3 separate regions of the Mus musculus genome follow, and all the other regions are linked to region 1. A link is a contact called in public promoter capture Hi-C data. All regions are on one chromosome and are shown on one strand. Each heading gives the region's core, a stretch centred on a gene start, on an enhancer-like site or on the middle of the called end of the contact. The rest is flanking DNA. Distances are from core to core; before and after follow the strand shown. Region 1 holds the start of Lrrtm4 (leucine rich repeat transmembrane neuronal 4). Region 2 has its middle 580 kb from the start of Gm38838. Region 3 overlaps Lrrtm4 (leucine rich repeat transmembrane neuronal 4).

Region 1 (4,053 bases), core at 451-2,950:
CTTTTTTCTTTTCTGAATCAACAATTTCCCCTTATCCACCTTCTATCGCTGAATATTTGGGTGGGGTTTGTGTCTCTATGTGAAATACAATAATTTGAAGAGACTGTATATGTATCATTTTCATTGATTGATTTATTTCATTTCAGTACCCACAATTACATTGCCACTTGTGGTATGAATTTGCATTTTAATAAATAGTAAGTCTTAAGCCAAAAACACACATCTCTAAAGTAGCAGCTCAGGCATCAGTCAATGGGGGGGATGGATGTAGGGAACCGGTGATCCCTTTTTTGTTCTTTGAGAAATGTTAGTGACTAGACCAGCATCTGTGACCTTTTGCTCATAAAGCTGAGGGAAATTACGAGTGTTCATCGTCTTTTCCTTCCATTTCAACAAATAATATCTGATCAGATAAACTAAAACCAAAGCATTACTAAAAATTATCCATTTGTGAGGATTGACTCCAGCCATAGAAGTTTCTGTAAAACTCTTTTGATGTTTTCAAAGCGGCTGAATGGGGCCTGTGACTAAGTAGCAGTCTTTGCACTGCTGCGTTTATGTTTTGGGTTACTCTAGGTATTCTTAAATGATTATCTGTCAGAGTAATTATAAAATAGCTAAAACTAGGGAACACAACAATGGAGGTATGGGACCAGAGAGACAGCTCAGTGGTTAAGGTCATATGCTCCTCTTGCAGAGGACCCAGTCTCTACTCCCAGATGCTATGCAGAGACTGCCCATGACTTCACTTCCACTGGATCTCATGCTGTCTTCTGGCTTCTGTAGGCACCAAGCACACACATGGTAAACAGACATACATGCAAGCCAAATACTTATGCACATAAAATGTGTAGGTGTCTGATACAAATTCAGTGAGAAATATAAATTTTTGAAAATCACTCATTTCAGATTTTTTTTTTAATTTCATCAGTACTAATTTCAGGATAGTCTGCAAATTTTAGAAAAGGGCCAGGATAATATAGGAGAATGCTCTTGTTTCTTTCAGGGTGGTAGGCACAACAGAACAGATTATTTGCACAAGAAAAAGTTCATTGGAAAAGTGAATGAGTGTTAAGAGAAACAACTGCAATAATATTGACAAGCTTTAGTTCAGTTATTGTCTGACATCAGATCTCCATTACCCAGACACTTGGTAACCCAAAAGCACTTAAGTTAAATATATAAACTTTTACAAAGTCATATTATAAATCACTTGATAAATGTACAGAGTAATAGGCAGAATAGGTGTTATTGACAAAGGCTGAGAATGGATGATCAGACTTAAAATTTTCATGATGAACTATCTTTAAAAGCATAGTGTGCTCTCTCTCGAATGGGATGGCATCCTTACGTGGTTGTTTTTTGAAAACGAAAATATAGACAAACCAAAAACAATCATAAATACAATAAAAAAATTATTCCTGCCATTAAAAATGAGGACATATCACTCGTGGCACCCTGAAAAGCATTTTAAACCAAAAACCAACTTTCCAAACCTACGGATCACAGACATTTGGAGGGAGAGAGACCTAGGAAGTTGCTAACAGCTGCTGCAGCTGTGAAGCATAAACCCCACCATAAACCTTTTATAATTTATACTACTGGAGCGGCGGGGGGTTGGGGGGGGGGTGATCCTGTGCCTTTAATTTCCCTTTCTGAGCAGGGAAGGCTGCACAGCCCTGACAAGCTCACTTGTTCCTGTCTTTAATGTGCAATCTGTTTTCTCCAGCGGAGGGCACTCAGTGTATCACAAACTCGAGCATTAGCACCAACCAGCTCTGAGCACCATCAGTCTCTGGAAAGCCTTCTGAATTAGACAAGGGCTGCCTCTCAGCACAGCTACAAAACACTTTCAACCTGACCAGCTAAATGGATAAACCTAGCCTGCATAGCTTTTAAACTGGGGTCTCGTACAGCACAGGCGGCCTGCTTGCTTCAACAGCTGAAAAATCCTGAGGATGAATTGCTTTATCTGGGAATGGCAAAAGCCCGCACAATAAGGAATGCCAGGTACTCTGAGGATTTTCCTTTCCTTTTCTTTTTCTTTTTTTTTTTTTTTTCTTTTTTAATCCCTTCTCCTCTCTCTCTCTCTCTCCCTGTCTCTCTCTCTCTCCCTCTTTTTTTTCCCACAGAGAAGTTGGTTACCTCCGAGATGAGCTGTAGCTCTTTTCACAGATTGCCAATTTACTGCTAATGTGCCCCTAGTGAATTATACAATGGTCCTCAGAGCCTAGAGGCCCTCCCCCTCCGGCACCCCCCCCCCCCCGCGGCTTCCTTTTCCCTGCCCCTTCATCCCACCCCGTGCTGATTTTTTTTTTAAGTATACGTATATCTATATTATTTGTGTGTGTGTGTCTGCCTGTCCTCTCCGGGGAAGTTTACATGGGGCTACGGGCTCACATGCGGGCTCAGAATGGTTTGAATGACAGCTGCACTGTGTCATGAAGGTGGTGGTGATTTCTACAGGAGAGACCAAATAAGAAGAAAGCTGAGAGAGGGGGGCAGACGGTTTTTGGATGACAAAGGATGGGTAAGCGAACTTTTGTTGTTTTCTTCTCAGCAAAGCTGATCCTAACCCCCCGCATCCTCAGCTGGGCATTAGCTGCTAAAAGACCAGGAAACAGGCACAAAGCGGCAACCTCTACTTTACCCGTTGTCTCACTATAGTTGCTATTATATTTTTAGATCCTTTTCTTTTGGCAGTGTTTTATTTTTCTTTTCTCTCTCTCTCTCTCTCTCTCTCTCTCTCTCTTTTTAATCTATAAATGCATAGCGCGGACTTAAACACACGCTGGAGGGATAGCTTTAAGACTGTCTCTAGCGTCTGCGTATCCACAGCTTGAGAACAGGGTATGAAATAAATACCGTGTTTGCTTCTATTTCCTGATAATCTGAGCCACGCTTGGGTTCGGGTTGCCGTCAAGAAGATTGTTAACACTTGGCTATGTGGGTGCAGGGGTGGGGTCCCTACTTTATCAGAGGTGGCACCGGAGGCTTGTTTGATCTTGGAAACTGCATCCTGAATACAGCTTCCAAATTTCCAGTAGTCATTTGCCAGTTTTGTTTTTTTCAAGTGTGACTGGCTTTTTTTTTTTTTTTTTTTCCCTCCCTCTTTCTCCTGTCTGGGAGAGCTGGGTTGTATTTCAATGAGACTGAAGCTGACAAGAAAACAGAGTGCAAGATCGAGTTAAATTTTAAATTATATAAATAAATAGAAAGATAAATAAATAAAAGAAGAAGAGAGGGGGGAAAAAAGGACAACTCTGAGGGGGGCATTTTTAGACTAGGATGTTATCTCTTAGTTTAAAAGATGACTATTTAAAAAGAAATTACAGCCTGCAGTAGTCACTCTCTGTCTGTCTGTCCCTCTCCTTCCCGTTAAGAAATAATATACCTACTATTGAAGGTGGAGAGGAGTCCCCTCTCACGCAATGATTTCAAAATGCGGCATAAATGCTAATAGATTGCAACTTTGCAGGCTTTCTGAAGTTAATGGAGGCAGGGAGAGATGGAAAAGCTCTCAGTGAGAGACTTCAGTAGGTCAGGATGGTGGGGAGGCTGATAGCAGGCTTCCTTCCTTATCTCTCAAATTTGCAAGGGCAACTATCTGATGATAAAGACAGCAATGTATCTAATAACGTGATTAGTTTATATTCTGCATATTTTGTATACAAACTTGCTCTCTTAGCTAGGGCTGGGGGTGTCTGTGGTATGGGTGATCATGTGTCTTAGCTCATGTATTCCTGGACATGGGGCCAAAGTACACAATAATATATGTTTCTTAACCATCTGTTATAAACCATGTTCTGTGGGCTGTCTGTGTATATTCCCTTGCCATTTTTCTGGGCTCGGGGATTGCAGCCCTTGTGTGTAGTCAGTATGTAATTCAGGGAGAACAAACTTCTACAGCATCCCGGAAGCTCTTTTGCTAAATCACAGCCTGTTAGCTCAACTAGGAAAGAGATGCCAGAACCAGGTGTCCTAAGTCATGGTTCTGACCTTACCAAAGGATGCAGTATAGTTCTGTTCAGTACTATGGGTCGATACAGTGAC
Region 2 (4,053 bases), core at 458-2,957, 850 kb after region 1:
TGATAAGAACAGAGCTGACAGAATGACTCATTGATCATCTAAGATGTCCACCATGATTGAGCACATGTCCATATTAAACTCTCAATTATATAGAGCAGGGTTGGTGTCCCATCATCTAGCTGGAGGAACTACAACCAATGAGGGGATGTTGTACAGACCGAAGGCTAGCACAAGCTCTGTTTTATGTGACTGGAATGCTACCCTTGTGGTAAAAACATGTAGGTGATGAAACTGTAAGTGCCTTTAATGTAGCATTTTTTTTAACAATAGCAGAAAATGAAAAAGAGTTCAGATGAATCTACACAAATATCAAAGCTCTTTACAATAAACTACTTTCTTAAGCAACTGAGATATTTGTAATTCTAGGATAATTCTTTATGTTCTCGTCTCTCTGTGTGTGTGAAAGAGATAAGGAAGAATGTGAGGCACAGCCTAAATCATTTCCTAAGTACAATTGGCTATCAAGGGCATCTCAGTCTCATTGCAGTGCAGCATGCCTGCAGGAGCAGGAACTTAGTTGAAGATGAAAACACATTCTTTCAAACATGCAAAGGTTTATTGTAAACATTGCACCTGTTACTGTGTTTATGTGAGTGAGTGTGGACATGTCTGTACCATGGTGTCTGAGTGAGGCTCAGAGTCCAACTTTTGGGAGTTGGTTCTCTCCTTCCACTGTGCAACCTGCACCTTAAATGTAAGTCCTCAGGAATGCACTGGCTCCAAACAGGTAGAAGTTTTATTCTGTCAATTGCAGGTTCACACAAATCACTCTAAGGTTGATTGACTGAACTGAATAGAAGTTCAGTTCAGTCAATATGAATTGTATAGAGCTGGACTTTCAAAGAAAAACTATTTCTTCTATGGCCTAAATTATTGAAAACAGGGCACCATTGACCCAAAAGCTTGACTTTCGGTATGAGAACAGGAAACTGTCATGGTGGCTAGCATTGGTTCCCTGCTAAAGCTGCTTGGCATGGAACAGCAGCCTAGCTATCCTCCTACCTAGCCTGATTGCAGATACACTGCTCAGTCAATGCATCTAAAATACATGGATATAAAATGTATCTAGAACCCCAAGTGCAAAGATATTTGGAAAAGGCATATCGTTATTTTGTTTGGGAATTGTATATATGTTATTAATATGTATAACATATGTATATCTGTTATATAACATATGCAATAACATATTATATATAATGACAATGAACACCATTATTATATATAATACGTTATTAGATATGTTTATATTATTCACTGGGAAAAGCAAATCTTTCTGAGCTTCAGTAACAGCACAATAAGAAAGGCATGGGAACCAGAGAATTTCATAAAAGCCTGCAGTATACTATGGGAGCCTTCATCCTCTCCAGAATTCCTTTTGAGAACTGACTTGATGTCACTAAGAGGAGCATCTGAGACCAAGGCAAGGTTTTCAGCACTGTACTCTTTCCTTTCGTTTTCACTCTTTCTTCCCTCTTGAGTAGCATGGAGGAAGGGCTTCTTAAAAGAGATGGAGTACATCAGTCCTGGCACTCCTGCAATAACATTTATTTCAACTGATCCTTCCAAATTTGATTATGCTGTGTTCTCAGCACTCTTGGAAAATGATCATTCCATATGATAAATCCATACTGCAAATCCTCCTTAATGTACCAAATGAGCTTTTCTATGACACAGTAACTTTTATAGCTTGCCAGAATTTTAAAACGCTGGAAAAGGTGTTGCTAGCTTTCAACATGTGTTAATTGGGTATGCCTACCCAGATGGCATAGGAGTGAGAAAGGGGGGGGGGGGGGTGATGCAGTCACTAAACTGTTCTAATCAAGGCAAAGAATAGGGATAAACCGCACCCAAACAAGTCATTTAATCTTCTTGTTTATGTTGTTATGATGTGAGGATTTAAGTTTGTTTATCATATTTCCAGGATTTTGTGTATACAGTTGCTATTTAGGAAATACATACAACAAAGACTAGGATAACAAGAGGAACTAAGCTCCCGAGAGGATCTGCGTTCAGCTTTCACAGTCTCTAACTTAAAGTGAACCATCCACATTTTACAGTTCCATAAAGCTCTCTGGTAAATCTGCTTCTTAGGCAGTTGTGCCTGTTTGACAAAGTTGGTATGAGATTATATGTCTCGGCCAAATTTTATGCTAAGGTGTGGTGTGTGTGTATTTGTGTGCATGCTCACACATGCATGTATGTATGTGTATGTGTGAGTATGTATGTATTTGTGTACATATGTATGTATATGTGTATGTGTACATGTGTGTATATGTGTACATGCATGTGTATGTGCATGTGTATGTAGGTGCATGTTTCTGGGCATGCACGTTTATGTGTGGGTAAAGGTTCCCTCAGAGGTCAGAAGGGGGCACCTGAACACTGGATTGAAGTTCCAGACTTTGAGCTACCCAAAGGGTGTGCTGGGAAACAAACCCAGGTCCTATGTAAAGGCAAGTGCCATTAATCCCAAAGCCATCTCTCTGGTCCCCTATCAAATTTTACACAGTACATTTCTTTGTATTCTCCTTATGCTAGTGTGTTAACACTGTTTGAAACTGGCTTAAATTGAGATATCCATTTATTCATTTCAGCCTCTAGGAATCCCCTGTCAGGAGAGAGTTTGTCTCACTCTTTACTTTGTATAAATAATTCACATATTAAGATATTTTACCTAACTCATGCCTTCCTTTTTCAATAATAACTTTTGCCAATGTAATAAGATGATGTCATAGTCTATTGAAAATCATGCTTAATATATGAGCTCATGTTTGATTCTGCCATAAGACCTAGCTATATGATCAAGATTGACAACTAGTAGAGATGGCATTCTTGAATATGAACCAGTGATGCGACAAGCAGGTTTCTTTATTGAAACCAAAGGAATCTTGATAAGAGTGTATATTTGGAATTCACTTAAGATCACTGTTTTGATGTGAAATCAGAAATGACAGAGAAACACTACAGCTCTACTTCCCCGACTGTCAGAGATTCACCTGTTTCTGAGGTGACTCACTGGTTTCCTTGTGAAAAAGCATGCCATGGCAGGAATCTGTGGAGCATTTTTACAGACTCCTCTATGTTCAATCATGTGAATTAATAACTGGAAAATGTCCTATTCCTGTGTGGTAGCTTCTTTTCTCACCATGTGCCCAAATGCTAGTGAAGACCAAATCAACTCAGGGGAATTTATAGCCTCCTGGATGTTGATAAACAGCCCATGGTTACAGGGAGGCATGGTGGTAGCAGCTGCTGGAGGCTGTGGCTGGCGGAGCCTGAGGCTGCTTGTTCACTTCACTCTGGTTCAGACGAATCCAGAGATGAATACTGCTGTTCATCAATGTTCGCATCTCTTTCTCCTGATGCTCACTCTAGGTCCAACCCTTTGCTGGTACTGCCCAGACTCAGGATGACAACTCCAACCAGTTAGTAATCCAGAAAAACATGGTCATATTTACGTTCAAGATGCATCCCCTTGTCTCACTGATAGCTTGGGAATTATTAAAACAATTAAATTAACTGTCAAAACTAAACACTTCAGATCCAATATTACACTCAAACACACACACACACACACACACACACACACACACACACACACACACACACACACACCACACCACACCACACACAGTGCAAATGTATACACTCTCCGTTCCTTAAAGTCTTTGTTGATTTCATAATGCAAAAGGCAATTTATTTCATTTCTAAGATTTTCCAAAATCTCATCAGTTAAAACATTGTTCAAAACTCTCTTCTGAAACTCAAGGCATTCTCTTAAATATGAGACCCTGTAATTTTTTAAAAAAGATAAAATTTTCAAAATATAAATCCTGGTAGATGTTGCTGCACATGCACACCTATGCTCACATACATAAACACAATGATAAATAAAAACATAATGGTATGGTCATTGTTTAAATGAGTGAGTTTCCAACTTCAGTTGTAACCTTCTTTATTACATAGCATCTTTGCAATCTCTGGATTCAAGTGGAACTTAACACAGTGGCTAACATTTCCATGAGGAGAAAGATAGGCAAATAGGAAGACAGA
Region 3 (4,053 bases), core at 697-3,196, 640 kb after region 1:
TATATTGTCTCTCCCTCCCTCTGTCTTTGTTACACTAATTGCCCTGCTCCCTTCATGAGTCAGGCATCCCTTCACAGGAGCTCCTTCCAGTCTACTGTTCCTTCCCCATGTGAGGGTCACTAGGATCTACAGGGTGTAGTAGCAGCACAGATGCCCATTTTTTATTTTATTTTATTTACCAAGTGTGCTTGTGTGCCACATGTGTGAGTAAGTCACATGCCACAGCACACAAATGGAGGTCCGAGGACGAGCGTTGTGAGTCGTCCTCATCATTCTCTCCTTGTACGATGTACAGTCTGCAGAATCACACTTAGGTCCTCAGACTTGGCAGAAAATGCATTTCTCATTATCTCACTCCTTTTTCATTTTTGCTCACATACTGCCTCCTGCATGAAGTGTGCCTTCTCCATCCAACCTGTCATAACCGTCATCCATAATTTCTGATCCTCCTGTCAGCAGTGCTCGTAATGCACTGTTACAAAACACATTAGCTCATAAACATTGTCTTCTCCACTTACTTCTGAGTGAAAGTTATTCAAAAATCAGTTTTTTATGTGAGGTAAGTTATAGGTCTACAAAATTCTAAGCATGCAAACTCCTAATTATAAAAGTAGAGATCCAGATTTAGTATAAAATTTCTGCAAAATCATTAATTAAATCTCTCTATATATGTGTATACACATATATGTTTACTATTTTTTAAGATATGTTTTCTAGGAAGAACTGTTTCCCTTTAGGTCTTGTGTCCATCTTTGATATAGTTTGCATTTCCAGAGTCTGTTTTCAAATTCCACGTGGGAGTAAGAAGTGCTAATGGAACATTTGGTGCTGAAAGTATTAAACCTGAGCTCCAGTCATTGCTACACTGTTTTCCTATAATAGTGACATTTTAAAGCCAGAGTAGAAGCCCCTGAAATTCCTGCGTTAAAGAAGCTGGTGTAGGAAAACCACATATTCAGGGCCGCCTGAGCTGCACAACCAGGCTCTGACTCAAAACATAAAATTGATTTGTGGTGTGCAATTGAAATGAATGTAGCAAATGTTTTGTATGTAAAATATTGCCGGAGAATCCACTGATATCCACAATGCAATCTTAAAATTGTTAATGACCAGGATATTGAGAACTAAAGGCTCCTTTGAACAAGCTTTAGAGTAGAATTAAAAGCAAACAGAGCCAGAGCTGTAATCCCAGCTCCATGCTGGCATGGAAGGAAGATTCTGGGACTCAAGGCAGCTGGAGCAAACTGTGGGGTCAAGGTCAAACTTGGCAATTTACAGAAAGTCTACTTCAAAACGAAAGACTAAATATAGGCTGGGAATATAGCTCAGTTGTAAAGGACTGGAATATTGTGCGTGTTTATGTATGTAAGGGTTATGGACTCAGTCTCATAATTAAATAGATATAAATGTTCATGTTCCCTACATAATGAATATGCATCACATTTGCAAATAGAATTTAAAGGCAGCAAAACAACTAAATATGTTTCATAGTTATATGAGTGTTTCAAGTGATAGTCTTTAAATTAAATCAACAAGAACAATGACTCATGAGAAAAAAAGTGATCTTGTGGATTTGTGTTTCCACTGGGCCGATTTAATTAGACCAGAAAGGCTTTAATCACTCACTCATGCCTTGGGTTTCTTTATTCTATTTTGAAAGAGAATCTGTGAAGGAAACTGGGCTTCAAATCATCTTGAGACATACTTGGAAGTAGTATTTATAAAACTGGAAAAAATAAGATATTGAAATATATCTTTGAATGTAAAATCACTAATAATGATATTTTCTTCCTTTTGGTGAGCCACTGTTCTCTTAATGACCACCTATACAGAAAATCTGTATTGACTCTTCTTTTTGTGAAATCATCTCTATCATTAAGAGAACAGGAGGAGTGCATGTGGGGATAGAGTTGGACATTCAAAGAAGCAGGTGCACATTCAAATGGGCTAGGCTGGACCTGTGCAGTAGGTACACATAACAAATGGCTAGCCTGAGTTCTGTGTGAGCATGCACACACACACACACACACACACACACACACACACACACACACACACACATGCTTGCACACTTGATTAAAAAGTTATCTGGGTGTTAAAAATTTCCTTTTTCTTGACACTTAACCCACATACAGGCATTTGTGTTTTACTTAGTGAAATTGTAATTCCTGTCTGAGCACTCACAGAGGTTACATGGTCACTGGTTTTTTTTTTTTTTTTTCAGTCCTTTCAGGAGTTTAAATCAGACCTCTACATGTTCTCTGACTGCAACACTGAAGGTTGTTACTCTGCCTGTCAGGCCAGTCCTCACTGGGTAATCACAAAAGATTCGGGTCCTAGTAAACCTCCTCCTCTTAGGTTCTCAGAGCGCGTGGGTTGCTTTATGACGAGCAATGACAGAAGGGTTGTTAAGCAACCACCACCTTTCTGAAATTAAAATAACTAAGAATGTGCCTTTCTCAGCCAAATCTGCTGGGCACCACCAGATTCCTAAGTTGAGAAGAAGCACACATAGAGTTTGGATTTATTCTAATATCAGTTTGAAATGTATAGGTCGCATATTTTATAGAGATTTTTTATTAGTTTGGTAGAAATTGATTCTATAGGTTTTATATAGGCATTTATATAGGTTTTTTAAAAAGTTCTTCTATGCACATTTATATGTTGCTTGAATATACTCCCTTGGTACAAAAAACACTTTATATAAACTGATATCTAACCCCTTGCTGGCTATCAGAACATAAGACTGAGCAGATAGCTCACTGGATGAAAGTGCTTGCTGAAAAAGGACCATTGTTTGAATCCTTGTTGAAGTCACACAACCCATGTAAAAGTAAAGGCTAGACATGAAATGCATGTCTAAACATGTAATCTTAGTGTTTCTTCTCTGAGATGGGTAGAAGAATAGAGAATCATGGGAAGTTTGGAGGCCAGGTAGGATGCTGTGCTTGCAGAAAAACAGAAAACTCACACTGTCTCAGGTAGCTTAAAAAAAAAAGAAAGTCATACTATTTCAGACTGTTCTTTGAACTCATGAGCATGCTGTCATATGTGAACATCCTTATTCATACATGAAAGTGTATGAACCCTCATAAACACACACACAGGCACACAGAGACACAGACACACACACACACACACACACACACACACACACACATGTATATCTATCTACCTGAATTGTTGAATCTTGGTATTGCTTTTTTTTTTTCATACAAGAATGTAATTTGCAGTGCTCTGGTATGGGACAAATATAACAATTTTATCAAGTGTAAATGCTTATTATTTTAATTCACAACAACACAATTTCCCCTGTAGTTTTATTTTATTTATTTTTAGCTCTGATTACATGGATTACTATGCTAAACATTTAAAATATTTCAAAGTTATTATTTGAACACGTCATGCAGAAGACATGTCGTAGAGTAAATACTAAATTTTCTGTAAGAAAGACTATGTGTGTGATGAAAGGCTTATCAGAATAAATAATAGAGCCAGCAATTCAAATTTACCTATAAAATATTTCATGGTGTTCATCCAATGAATCAATGGTATGCAACATCTTTGTGACAAGGCAAAGTGTTTTTCCAAGGACATTGGCTTGCTTGGCACAAGTCCGTAGCTGTTTCCTCCCACACAGTAGCGTGCAAGCCTGCTGAGCCCTTGTCTTCTCCCTGTAAACCTGACAGATGTGATCCCAGTGAGGTTCCACCACCTTCCACAGCTGAGTGGAGCCCATATGTTGCAGAGAAGAGAGAAAGAAAAGAAGAAGATTAATTCAGTTGTCAATGTAAGTAATTGGGGTTGTCCTGCCACCCTCCACAGTCGGCACGGAAGTTGGCCATTTTCTTAATTATTTAAAACAAAGCAACATTGGGTGTGCAAACACCAATGCATTTTGCCAGTGTGTTTACCCCTGTGGCTCTTCATACTCTGTTTGGTTGGAGGGAGGAAGGTTGTTTTCTTAATTGTTCACCCTGAAGAATTTACTGGAGTTCAAAGTAGAGGCAAAGAAATTCTTGTATAACCAATCCCTCCCACATGTCTGGGAAG

Evidence for each region. Promoter capture Hi-C pulls out the DNA fragments that hold promoters and counts their contacts.
Region 2: a contact with region 1 is called in a promoter capture Hi-C map of hippocampal neurons, with 5 times the contacts expected there. The contact joins the enhancer-like site here to the promoter of Lrrtm4 in region 1. A contact is called at or near these places in 2 of 39 promoter capture datasets (frontonasal cranial neural crest and hippocampal neurons), 2 of 484 Hi-C or Micro-C datasets (cerebral cortex and cortical neurons) and 3 of 115 datasets of contacts at active chromatin or transcription factors (SST interneurons, embryonic forebrain and forebrain).
Region 3: a contact with region 1 is called in a promoter capture Hi-C map of hippocampal neurons, with 2.2 times the contacts expected there. The contact joins the enhancer-like site here to the promoter of Lrrtm4 in region 1. A contact is called at or near these places in 3 of 39 promoter capture datasets (hippocampal neurons, pre-B cells and stem cell-derived epiblast-like cells), 2 of 484 Hi-C or Micro-C datasets (cerebral cortex and cortical neurons), 1 of 115 datasets of contacts at active chromatin or transcription factors (neural progenitor cells) and 1 of 9 other capture datasets (macrophages).

Annotation. Positions count from the first base shown.
Region 1 is chr6:80,017,177-80,021,229 of GRCm38.p6, forward strand. Lrrtm4 (leucine rich repeat transmembrane neuronal 4) reads left to right here and starts at 1,701. Exons shown (of 3, transcript NM_001134743.1): 1 at 1,701-2,010. The coding sequence starts at 2,004.
Region 2 is chr6:80,864,379-80,868,431 of GRCm38.p6, forward strand. No RefSeq gene overlaps it. Among named protein-coding and RNA genes, the nearest start is that of Gm38838, 580 kb to the right of the region's middle. Within about 2 kb of position 1,708, at least 7 of the 459 cell types and tissues checked have an H3K27ac peak or open chromatin away from gene starts, as enhancers often do. A contact at or near this core is called in hippocampal neurons, where this site is marked.
Region 3 is chr6:80,660,550-80,664,602 of GRCm38.p6, forward strand. The region is part of intron 2 of Lrrtm4 (leucine rich repeat transmembrane neuronal 4); the gene reads left to right. Among named protein-coding and RNA genes, the nearest start is that of Gm32091, 520 kb to the left of the region's middle. Within about 2 kb of position 1,947, at least 3 of the 459 cell types and tissues checked have an H3K27ac peak or open chromatin away from gene starts, as enhancers often do. A contact at or near this core is called in hippocampal neurons, where this site is marked.